Regions from separate parts of the Sus scrofa genome. Here regions 1 and 2 are each linked to region 3. A link is a contact called in public HiChIP or PLAC-seq data. All regions are on one chromosome and are shown on one strand. Each heading gives the region's core, a stretch centred on a gene start, on an enhancer-like site or on the middle of the called end of the contact. The rest is flanking DNA. Distances are from core to core; before and after follow the strand shown. Region 1 holds the start of PPP1R16A (protein phosphatase 1 regulatory subunit 16A). Region 2 holds the start of MFSD3 (major facilitator superfamily domain-containing protein 3). Region 3 holds the start of PARP10 (poly [ADP-ribose] polymerase 10).

What was found. HiChIP or PLAC-seq counts read pairs in DNA pulled down with a chosen protein or histone mark.
Region 1: an H3K27ac HiChIP or PLAC-seq map of alveolar macrophages shows a contact between it and region 3. The contact joins the promoter of PPP1R16A here to the promoter of PARP10 in region 3.
Region 2: an H3K27ac HiChIP or PLAC-seq map of alveolar macrophages shows a contact between it and region 3. The contact joins the promoter of MFSD3 here to the promoter of PARP10 in region 3. A contact is called at or near these places in 1 of 5 promoter capture datasets (liver) and 1 of 2 datasets of contacts at active chromatin or transcription factors (alveolar macrophages).

What each region holds. Positions count from the first base shown.
Region 1 is chr4:318,367-322,040 of Sscrofa11.1, forward strand. It overlaps PPP1R16A (protein phosphatase 1 regulatory subunit 16A), which reads right to left and starts at 1,682. Exons shown (of 12, transcript XM_021090492.1): 1 at 1,571-1,682. FOXH1 (forkhead box protein H1) reads left to right here and starts at 2,244. Exons shown (of 4, transcript XM_021090535.1): 1 at 2,244-3,266.
Region 2 is chr4:294,316-298,155 of Sscrofa11.1, forward strand. It overlaps MFSD3 (major facilitator superfamily domain-containing protein 3), which reads right to left and starts at 1,640. Exons shown (of 4, transcript XM_021090521.1): 1 at 545-1,640; 2 at 73-220. The coding sequence starts at 1,226. It overlaps GPT (alanine aminotransferase 1), which reads right to left. Exons shown (of 12, transcript XM_021090479.1): 11 at 3,778-3,840; 12 at 3,432-3,704. The coding sequence ends at 3,614.
Region 3 is chr4:686,176-689,940 of Sscrofa11.1, forward strand. It overlaps PARP10 (poly [ADP-ribose] polymerase 10), which reads left to right and starts at 2,336. Exons shown (of 11, transcript XM_003125470.6): 1 at 2,336-3,223; 2 at 3,304-3,558; 3 at 3,631-3,765. The coding sequence starts at 3,058.

The sequences.
Region 1 (3,674 bases), core at 432-2,931, 370 kb before region 3:
CCTCCCCCTCACTGCTGCAAGGGTTCAGTATGGGGGTGGCACGACACACACGTGGAAAGGGGGTCAGAAGTGGGGGCAGAGGCAGAGGACGGGGGCTAGTGTGCAGACATGCAAGTGTTAATCCTGAAGCCTGTGAGGGAGGAGAGTGCAAGAAGCTGATGTGCTATGGCGAGAAGGATGCCATCCAGGGGCTGAGACAAAGCCAAGATTGGCCAGGGGTGAGTGCTTAATCCTGGAAGGAAACGAGGAGCCACAGGGGCAGGCGAAGGGATGGACAGGAGGGCCAGGACCAGGGCTCTTTAGGAGGAAGTTCTGAGGGAGCCTGGAAGTGAAAGGAGACACTGCGTCTTGCTCTGGCTGACACACGGACTGTGGCAGAGGTGCTGGGCTGGGTCACTCTTGGGACAGAGATGCTGGGCTGAGTCACCAGAGGTTTATGAGACTGAGGTTCCAGAACTGCCCGCAGAGGCACACAAACTGTTGCGGAAATCCCAAGAACACAGACCCCAACTGAGCCCACAGACACAAGAGCCCCCTCGCTAGGTGCCGGCCAGGCAGCCTTCTAGGGAGAGCAGAGTCCAGGCACAGCCCGAGCGGGTGAGGCCAGTGGAGAGCCCACCAGAGGGAAGCGTTCCCACCCCGGCTCTGAGCAAGAGCTTACAGGCAGGGCGCAGCTGATCGGAGCACCACGTGCCCACCACCACAAGGGTTCCAGGGCCAGCCCCTGTACTGCCGGCTCCAGGCAGCCACAGGTCCTCGGGTAACTCAGCTCCAGGCTGGGGATCCACTGGATGCCCCTGAAGTGCACTAGGTGGCCCCGCCAGAGCCACAGAGGCCCTTTTACTCTGCCCCCAGGGAGAGCTCCCCCTCCTGCTGGGGAGCACCCGGAGCAGCAAAGACAGGGCAGAGAAGAGCAGTGTGGAGCCCCTGTCACCTCACCCCCAAATTAAGGATCCGGGAAGAACAGGCAGGCCCCCAGCTTTGGGAAGGGCTGGCCTTCCTCCCGCCTCCGTGGGCCTGCGATGACCCCGTACACACTGGCCCTCTCTGCACCCGCGGAGATCCAGCCCACCGTGGCCTCGGCCTCGGCTCCACCACACGGAGGACACCCCCTCCCAGGCCTGGAGCACCTCCGGGCCAGCGCAGGGCCAGGCACTTTCAGTACATTCGTTATCGTTCTTGCCGTGACAGCAATCTCGGCGCCGGAGCCCGGGGGCCCCTGGAAGGCTCCCCGTCGCTCCTCCGGCCTAAAGCCCACACAAAGCCCGGGCAGGTCACTCCTCTGCAGGCCTTAATTTCCTCAGCCAGAAATGGAGATAACGTTAGTGCCGCCTACCTGACCAACAGGTCGCAAGAAAGGAAACAACGGCACGGACGGCTAGAGGGTGAAAAGCCTATCGGTGGCCTTCACGGCCGCCACTTCTGCAGCCGTCCCGACCCTGAGCACCCGCGGCCCGGGCCTCGCCCATCAGCGCCCGAGCGGGGCCGCGGAAAAATCCCGCCGGACTCGGCGTCGCCCGCCCCGCGGGTCCCTGCAGGCCCCCCGGGGCCCCGGAAGTCCGCGCCTCACCTTCCGCCCGGAGCCAGCAGCCACCGCGCAGCCGATCGGATCCCGGCGGCCGGCCAGTCCGCCCGGCGCTCCTCCCGGCGCCGCGGGGGCGGCCCCGCGCCGGGCCCTCGCCATGGCAACGCTACACTTCCGGCTCAGAGCCGGAAGCCGGGTCGCCCCGGGCAGCGGGGCCGCCTGGGGGCGGGGCCCGCCGACGGCGCGGCGAGACCCGCTTCGGCCCGGGCGTTCTCCGCGCGGGGGGCGCCTGAAGGGCGAGGGGCCGACAGGTTCCCGGGAGGGTGGTCATCCCTTTAGCCCAAGCTTTTCTCTTTTCAGAGCCGCACCCGCGGCGTATGGAAGTTCCCAGGCTAGCGATCCAGTTGGAGCTGTAGCCGCCAGCCTACACCACAGCCACAGCAAGCAGCAACGCTGGATCCTTAACCCACTGAGCCAGGCCAGGGAGCGAACGTGCGTCCTCATGGATGTTACTGGAGTTCGTGAACCGCTGAGCCACAAACTCCTAGGCTGAGCTTTTTTTTTTTTTTTTTTTTTCTTTTGTCTTTTTTGTTGTTGTTGCTATTTCTTGGGCCGCTCCCGAGGCATATGGAGGTTCCCAGGCTAGGGGTTGAATCGGAGCTGTAGCCACCGGCCTACGCCAGAGCCACAGCAACGTGAGATCCGAGCCGCGTCTGCAACCTACACCACAGCTCACGGCAACGCCGGATCGTTAACCCACTGAGCAAGGGCAGGGACCGAACCCGCATCCTCATGGTTCCTAGTCGGATTCGTTAACCACTGCGCCACCACGGGAACTCCGTAGGCTGAGCTTTTTAAGGAGGGTTAGAGTTTGCTCCACGAAGCAGAAAGAAGCATCACGGATGGAGGGAAGAGCATGCGCAAAGGTGGAAAGAGCCAGGGCTATGGGGCGATGGGACAAGCTGAGGTGTGGTTTAGGTAGGCTTGGGCTGGTGGGGGTGTAAGTGCGGTCAGGGATCAGTCGTCAGGACAAGAGGGGCCTTGAACATAGAACCAAGAGCTGGGCTTTATCCTGGAAGCAAGGGAGTGCCAGTGGAAGAGAGGGGATGTCTTAAGGCATGTGGGAAAGAAGGACGCCTCTACTGACTGAGTGGGGCTAGGAGGCCACAATAGTTTAATGAGACACAAGGACCCCTCAATGAGCCCTGGCAATTGACAGGTGTCGAGGAGGTGACGCAGGAGTCCAGAGGAAGCCAGGTGAAGTCTGAGGCGCCTGAGACAGTGGAGGGAGCAGTGTGGTACCCGCATACCTCACCCAGCTCAGCCCCGTCGCTCCTCCAGTGCACCCGCCCCTCGTCTCTTCCCTCAGAACCTCGTCAAGAGCTGGGCACCCACTGTATATGCTGTAGATTTTCAACCCTTTAAAAAAAAAAAAAAATTGCATGGGGAATAGTTGACGTACAATGTTGTATTCGTTTCAGGTTTACAGCAAAGTGAGTGAATCAGTTATACATACGTGTATATCCGTTCTTTTTTCCCATATAGGCTATTACAGAACATTGAGTAGCCCTGCCTGTGCTATATAGGAGGTCCTTGGGGTTACCTATTTCATATTTAGTCAAATATGTGTGTTAATTCTATCTTCCCAGGTTATCACTCCCTCCGGACGTTCAGCCCTTTAAGGATATGATTGGGGTGTGTGCGCAAGAGAAGCTGAATTGCGGGAGTAAAATGATGGGAGGTATATCCCTGTGCCCCTTGGGTCTAGGGGTCCTAGTATCTTACCAACACCACCATCCCCCTGCTGCCTCCCTGGGCCTGACACCTCCCTGGGCCAACTTGCCCAGTCCTCACCAGGGAAGAACCTTGCTTTGGGGCAGGGTGCAGAGCCCAAGCCCTGACTGCCTCGAGGGGCAGAGCCACAGACCAGGTGGTCAGGGAGGAGCTCAGGGGAGAGAAGGGCCCGGGGTGCAGGAGGACAGTGTTTTGGGACAGCTGCCAAATCCATCTTTCACAGACCGCAGCTTTGCACTTGTGCCTGCAAAAATAACCCAGGGGCTCTGGCCAGGACTGAGCATCATCGGTTGCCGGCCCAGCAGGCCTCCCCAGCCCCGGCCTCCACTCCCTCTCCCAGAGCGCCCCTTCCCCA
Region 2 (3,840 bases), core at 390-2,889, 390 kb before region 3:
TGGGTAGGTCAGAGGGGGTGGGGAAGGTAGGGGTGGGGGGGTGGCAGGCAGGGCAAGCTGAGGGGGACGCACCGGTGCCTGGCCAGCAGGGCGCCACCCAGAGATGAGCCCACAATGGAACAGACCACAGCGCCCACGCCATTCCACAGCCCCAGCTCTGGGGTAGAGACGCCACAGTCCAACAGGAGGAGTGGGAACAGGCTGCTGGTGCCCTGCTCACCTGCAAAGAGAAAATCAGCAGGGGCAGCCTGCTTCCCTCTCCATTGTGCTTCCCCAACCCTGCTTCTGCCTCAGGCTACAGGTGCCAGAAGCTGGGGCTGGGCATTGGCTGAGCTCAGGGTCAGCAGGGAGTAGAGAGGCTTTGGCAGGGGGCAGTGTGGCTGGAGCTCAACAGCTGTGGAGCTGGACCTGCCGGACAAGAAGCGAGGCCACTGGGCTCCAGCCTGCAAGTCGTACTCCAGAAAGAAGGAAGGCAGTCCCACAAATGGGCCCCATAGTCATGGGGACCCACCTGGAGCTCCCCCAGGCTCCCGCCCCTACTCACCCAGCTTGTAGGAGAGCACAAAACCTGCCATCCACAGGGTCCCAGGCACGGCCAGCAAGTGCTGCTGAAGGTGCAGCGTGTGTCGGCGGGGTTCTGATGGCTGAGGCGCAGGAAGCTGTTGCAGGGCCGGTGCAGCCCAAGCCAGGGCAGCAGCCAGCCAATAGGTGGCAGCCAGGAGCAGAAAGAGCAGGGGCCAGGAGAGGGTGGGCAAGAGGGTCAGCAGTCCACCCCCAGCCAGCACCGCCCCCAGCTTGTAAGCCACCACCTGCACCGTGTTGCCCGGCCCCAGCTCTGCCGGCTCCAGGAGCTGCATCGCCAGTGTGTCCAAGGCCACATCCTGTACAGCTGCAGCCAAGTTCAGTAGCAGAAGTAGCCCTGCCACAGTAAGAGGCAGCCCAGACTGGCCAGCTTCAGCAGGAGGCAGAGCTGCCAGCAACCCACACAAGAGGCCAAGAGCTGCTGTGCTGAGCGTCAGCCAGGCCCTCGGAGAGCCCCGAGCGTCCACCAGCGGGGCCCACACGAGCTTGAACAACCACGGTGCATACAGCACTTTGGCCAGTCCCACGTGTGTCAGGGACAGACCGCGAGCCCGCAGCAGCACCGGCAGAAGGCCAGACTGCAGCCCATAGGGCAGGCCCTGCACCAGGTAGAGGCTGGCAAGCACCAGCAGCTTCCCGTGCATGGCCAGGAGAGCGGGGACATGGGCCCAGGCTCTGGTGGCTGGGGCTGGGTTCCAGGCCCGGCCGCGGTGGGATCAGAGGGGGCTGGGCGGTTCGGCGTGGGGTCTGGCCAAGATTTTTTTTAAGGCTGGCGTCGGCACCTGCGCGCTGGCGTCCTCGGGGGCGTCAGTACGCGGAAGGACCGCGAGTCGGCCACGGCGGTGCTCGCCGCCCGGCTCGGGACCGGGCCGCGCAGGCGCCGCGGAGAGACGCGGTGGCCATAGAGGGCGCGAGCGGGCTAGAGTGCCAGCCGCCCTCGGGCGCCCCCGGTGGTCAACCTGGCGGCGGCCGGGGTCAGCTTTGGCGCCAGGGGCACCAGCTTCCAGGGTGAGAAGCCTCGAAACCCGCGGCCCAGCCAGGTGCCTCGCAGAGTTAACAGATCCAGTCCCAAGACTGGCTGGACCCAGAAAGTGCCTCCTAGTGTCTCACCTGGAGCCTGGTGGCTGCAGTGTCCACTGGGTCGCTCAGTGGCGCCTGCAGAGGAGTTGGCCTCTTAAGGCCACTACCTTCTTGTGCTTCTGCTGTTGGACCCCTCACCCGCTGGTTTCAGTGCCCTCCCCAGCCTGCAGAAGGTGGTGAAAGGGAGGAAGTTCTTGGGAGAAGTCTGAGCCGCAGTTCAGCACAGGATGCAGCCAGCTGCTGCCGGAATCGCCCTCTAGTGTCCAGTGACAAGGCCAGGAGAGCCTATGTGGGGCCAGCTTGGCTCCAGCCAACCTTGGCTGAGGGAGAGGCCAATCTGAGGGGAAACGTGAGCTTCGTGAGCGGTCTCACACAGCCGTTCCTGCCCAGAGCTGTGCCATGTGGGGTGCCTGAGGACCAGAGGAGGTAGTGAAGCATGGGCAGAGCTGGAGCTTTGGCCAGTACTGTCTCGGAGCCTGTGGCTCCATGAAGCTGGCCCACCCCCTAGACCAACACACAGGCACTTGATCCAACACACTCCTTCCCCTGCTGAGGCCACTTTGAGTTTCTTGTCATTTCTGCATAGGTGGGGGGCCCAGGTTTCCTCACCTATAAAATGGGGACTGCAATGCCCACCACAGAGGCCCGTTTGGACAGGGATCCACGGCGGTGTCTGGCCTGCTCATCCCCGTGTTCCAGGTTCAAGGACACAAGGTCGCCCCCGCACCTGGCTGTCCAGGTGTCCCCCGGCCCAGCGCTCCACAGGGCACCTCCTCCTAAGCATCTAAGGTGTTCTCCTCCCCCAAACCGGCCCTCCAGTGCTCCAGCTTGGGAGGGGCTGCCCCCTCATGGCTTCCCAGCCACGGACTGTGTTAGCACAGGGACGTCACGCACACCACACTGGGACCACCACATGGCAAAGGAGCTGGGCTTGCTCTTCCTCCTGTCCCTGCTCTTGGCACCGCTGCTCCTCCTGCGGTCCCACAAGCGCACCACTGCCATTTGCCCAGTTAGGAAAACCAAGACTCCCTCTTTGAGCCCTCACGACCCCTTGAGTTTTTCTGTTCATTTGCTTGTCTTTTGAGGGCGGCACCCACACCAGTTCCCAGCTAGGGTTTGAATCAGAGCTACGGTTGCTGGCCTACACCACAGCCACAGCAACACCAGATCCAAGCCGCATCCGCCACCTATGCCACAGCTCACGGACAACTCCGAATCCTTAACCCACTGAGTGAGGCCAGGGATTGAACTCACGTCCTCATGGATACTAGTCAGGTTTGTTACCATTCAGCCATGATGGGAACTCCATGGTCCCCCGTTTCCTGCTACTCACCCCATGCAGCCTAGTCCACCCTATGGCTTAACATGTTCCCTAGGCTGCCAGGGACAAGGTGGACAGCAGGGGAATGCAGCCAGGACAGGGGACACAGCTTTCTGTGACTTTCTCAGGAAAGGCTTACACTCTGGGACCCTTCTCCTGTGTTTCTTTTTGCGGTCCCCTCCTCACCGCTAACAACTCCGGGGTCCCCCTGAGGAGCTGCCGTTCGCCTGGTACCTTCCTCCACCCCTCCTTGCTTGTCTCCGTTCTCTTAGCAACGTTTGCAGATCTCTGCACCAAGACCAGAGGACCATGGTGGAGACCCAGCCAGCAGAGGTGCTGTGTCTGTAGGAAGGTCACCTCCTCTGGAAGCCCTCTTGACAGTTCCTCCCGAGTCCCCAGGCCTGCACAGAAGACGATGCGGAAAGGCAGTCAGGAGTGGACACGGGTGTGCACACGGCCTCCAAGCAGCCAAGCTGTCTTAGCTTTATTCGGGGCCTGCCGAGAGACAGAGGCCCAGCCCCGCAGGCCCCGGGAGCAAGCGCAGAGCGCCCCGGAGATCGCCCCCAGGGCCCTGGGCCCTGTCAGTCCACGTTCGTGCCCGCTGGCGCGGCCGGGCGCACAGCGGGGTCCTCAGGAGTACTCGAGAGTGAACTTGGCGTGGAACTGGCTCAGCTTCTCCAGCAGGGGCCGCAACTTTTCCATGGGGGGCAGAATGGTCATCCTAAAACGGGGGAGAAGGTAAGCGAATGGGGCGCCGCGGGGCGCGGGGAGGGGCTGCACCGGCCGGGCCTCACCGGAAGTGGTAGGTGCCTTCGCGCTGCCCAAAGCCGCTCCCAGGCACCACGCAGATGCCAGTC
Region 3 (3,765 bases), core at 1,086-3,585:
CGCGGGGGCGGGGCCGGGGGGCGGGGCTCTGGGAATGCGGGGTTTCTCCCCGACGCACTGTAGCTGATGCTGCCGCCCTGCTGGCTTCTTGCCCGGCTCCCCGCATTGCCCGCGGAGGACGCAGCGGCGCCGGCGGTGACGGCTGTAGACTTCTGAGGCTGAGACCTAGCCTTGCCAGTTTGGTTCAGGGGGTTGAGAAATGTATTCCTAAATCTGGAGTTTGCTGAGTGGGACAAGCCCTCCTTGGCCTTAAAAACCCCACTTCTCCTTTCATCTAGGTCTGTCTCATATCGAGAGGCCTAATTGCTTAATTGCTCCTTATCAAACTAGTCCAGGTCCCTCCTAGACCGTTTATCCTCATTTGTCCTCATCGCGAATCCCCGAGCTGTAAGGGTGGCATTCTTAGCCCTGTTCCACTGCCAAGGGGGCTGAGGCATAGCGATGCCCCAGGACTGGAGGCCAAGTTAACTTCCCTGGACTTCAGCGGTCCTGAGGACGTGCTGACCGCCACAGCCAGGGTCATCCTCTGCAGGGCTGTCTCCTGGAGCCCCTTCGGGAGGGCCTCTCCACCTGGGGCCTGGCATCTTACTGCACTTTCCTGGCTCCCGGGCCCAGCAGTAGTTGGGAAAAGGCTCTGTCCTGTGTGGGTGGTGTGCTGGTTCAACGTTGAACTGACCCCTGAACAAGAAGGGAAGCCCCGATCTGTACTTTCTCGCACTTGTCCTTGGCATAAATACCCCATCCTGGCTGATTTCAAGCGACCGCCTGTTTTAACAACTGACTCATAATGATCCCCGAACACTTAACAGCGTGGTCATGATGAGAGCTGCTCCAGCACACAGGACAGATTTGTGTAACAAGTGGATTGCACAGCATAAGAGAAGGCAGCGAATCCTATGAGACGAGAAATATAGAGCCTGTAGTGATGACCTCGGGTTTTGTAGAACTGGAATTTCATACAATTTGAGGGGATTTCTTTAAGAAAAATAATTAAAACTGACAAACATGGGGAGTTCTCGTAGTGACTCAGTGGTTAACGAACCCAACTAGCATCCATGAGGATGCAGGTTCGATCCCTGGCCTTGCTCAGTGGGTTAAGGATCCGGCGTTGCCGTGAGCTGTGGTGTAGGTCACAGACACGGCTTGGACCTCGATTGCTGTGGCTGTGGTGTAGGCTGGCAGCTGCAGCTCCGATTCGACCCCTAGCCTGGGAACCTCCATATGCTGTGGGTGTGGCCCTAAAAAGACAACAAACAAACAAAAACAAATATGAAGTCAGGGCTCATGCAAGTCCCAGGTCCTTGAAGACTTTTAGGTTCAGGTTAAATCTGCCACTAAGAGCCTGGTAAGGTGAGTCAGGGGGAGGGGTGTCCCGGTGGCCCCATAGGAAAGGCTGGTGCAAGAAGAGGGAAGGGCCAGTGCAAGGGTCCCGAGGTGGGAGGGTCTGCTGCACTGGCCGACGGAGCTGAGGGCACGCGGCCAGACCAGAGACCAGGGCCCGGTCAGTCCAGCCTGGCGGGTCCGCCAAAGGACTCTGGCTTTACCATGGTCTGAGTTGTCGCAGCCCTTGGTGCCACTTCACAAGGTTCACTTTGCCCTCTGTGGAGAATGACAGTGGGCAGAGGGTGTGGGCAGGAGTGGCAGAGAGAGGTCAGTTAAGAGGTTAGCATAGTGATCCCGACGAGAGATGACGGCGGCTCAGACTACGGTAGGGACAACCGAAGTGTCGGCCGGACAGCTCAGGCTATAGGCTGGACAGGTGCTCAATCCCTTGGAGAAGTAGCTGGGGTGGAGGCTGGCTTTTAGTGGCTGAGGGGTCAGTGGGGGAGATGGGGAGCAGTGGTAGGCGCGACTCTTTGAGAGGCTGGAAGCAAATGGATCCAGGCAATGGGCAGGTTCAATGACAAGGGGCGCGTGGGTTCTAAAGGCGCAGCCTGTGTGTGCGGCTCCGCGCTGCCGTGGGTCCTATCCCTGCCTCCTTCTCTTCTGCGATGAGGATTTTTTCCTTTTAGGGTCACACCCGTGGCATACGGAAGTTCCCAGGCTAGGGGTCGAACCAGAGCTGCAGCCGAGGCCTACGCCACAGCCATGGCAATACCAGGTCCAAGCCACACCTGTAGCCTATGCCATAGCTTATGACGACGCCAGATCCTTAGTGCCCTGAGCGAGGCCAGGGATTGAACCCGAATCTTCGCTGAGACACGGGGGTCCTTAGCACTCTGAGCCACAACGAGAACTCCTGTGATAGGATTTGCTGCAGCCAGGCATGTCGGCCCAGCAGTGTGCCTGCTCCTTCTGGGGTTAGCCTTGGTGGTGTGGTGGTGATGACAACATCGGCTGGGAAGGCTGGGCAGGTGCACGGACTGGAGAGAGCCACAGGAGGGGAGTGCGGGGAGCAGCAGGAAGGCACTGGGGCAGAAGCTCCTGTAGGTCAAGAGCGGAAGCTGCTCACCCTCAGCACCCACAAGTTGGAGGTGTGGCCACCTGCTAGTTGTTTAAGCGTGAGCGATGCAGTCGCGAAGGCTGCCGGAAGAGTCCAAAGCCGGCCTCAGCCGGGGCCTGGCCTGGGGACCCAAGGTGCTCAGGCGGTGGAGGAGGGCCACGCAGAGGCTTGAGGTCCTTGACCCAAGTCCCCAGCCGGGCCCAGTAGGGAGGGTGATTGGCCGTTTTGAGGTTGACAGGGAAGGGCCCGTGGGGAGTGGAGGACCTCCAGGAGCCACTTCCCCCACCCTGGCGGCACCAGGCTGGGGTGGGGCAGATGGGGCTCGTGGGCTGGGCTGAGGACCTGGGGGGTGGGGCTGGAACATTCAGCAGGCAGGGCCTGAGAGGCAGCCTCTCAGCCCCAGCACTGCAGGCCCCTCCCTCCCTCTCTTCCTGCAACAGTTTCACTTTTGCTTTTGCGTCCCTGGCCTTCTGCTTCAGGGCTGGGGAGGAGGGGTCTGGGCTGAAGGCACGGGCTGGGCGGGCCAGGGGACACTGCCAAGGGGGAGGGGGCTGGGGGGAGCAGCCGGACTGCGGGGCTGCCACCCTACCCTCTCTTCTGGCCCCAGGGTTGCGATGGGGGAGGTGGGGACAGTGGTGGAAGTCAGCGGGCTGACCCCCGATGTCCCCGAGGAGCTGCTCATGCTCTACTTTGAGAACCGCAGGAGCTCTGGGGGTGGACCTGTGTTGAGCTGGCAGAGACTTGGCCCTGGGGGCATACTCAGCTTTCGGGAGCCTGCAGGTGAGGGCATGGACGGAAAGGGGCAGGCGGGCTCCCCGGCCGGCCTTCCGGCCTGACAGCCCCCTTTGCCCTGGCCGCAGATGCAGCGAGGGTCCTGGCCCAGGAGGAGCACACTCTGTGCGGTGCCCGGCTGAGCCTGCGGCCCGCCCCGCCCCGCGCCCCTGCGCGCCTGCTCCTCCAGGCACTGCCTCCCGGCCTCGCACCCCAGCGCCTGGAGCAGCACGTCCAAGCCTTGCTTCGTGCCACAGGTCACCCTGAGCAGCCCTGCCGTGCCCTGGCCAGTCCCCGACCAGACCGGGCCCTGGTCCAGCTGCCCAAGCCCCTTTCTGAGGCAGGTGAGAGGCGGGATGGGGGCAGAGGTGCCTGTTAGGGGAGAGGCTCTGAGCTGACTTACACCCTCCCCACAGAGTTCCGCGTGCTGGCGGAGCGGGCGCGGGCCGTGGGCCTGGAGGGGGCGGAGGTATCCCTGGCCTGGGTGCCCCAGGCCCGAGCGGTGCGTGTAGTGGGGGGCAGCCCCGCTGCGGACCCGCTGCTGTTGGAGC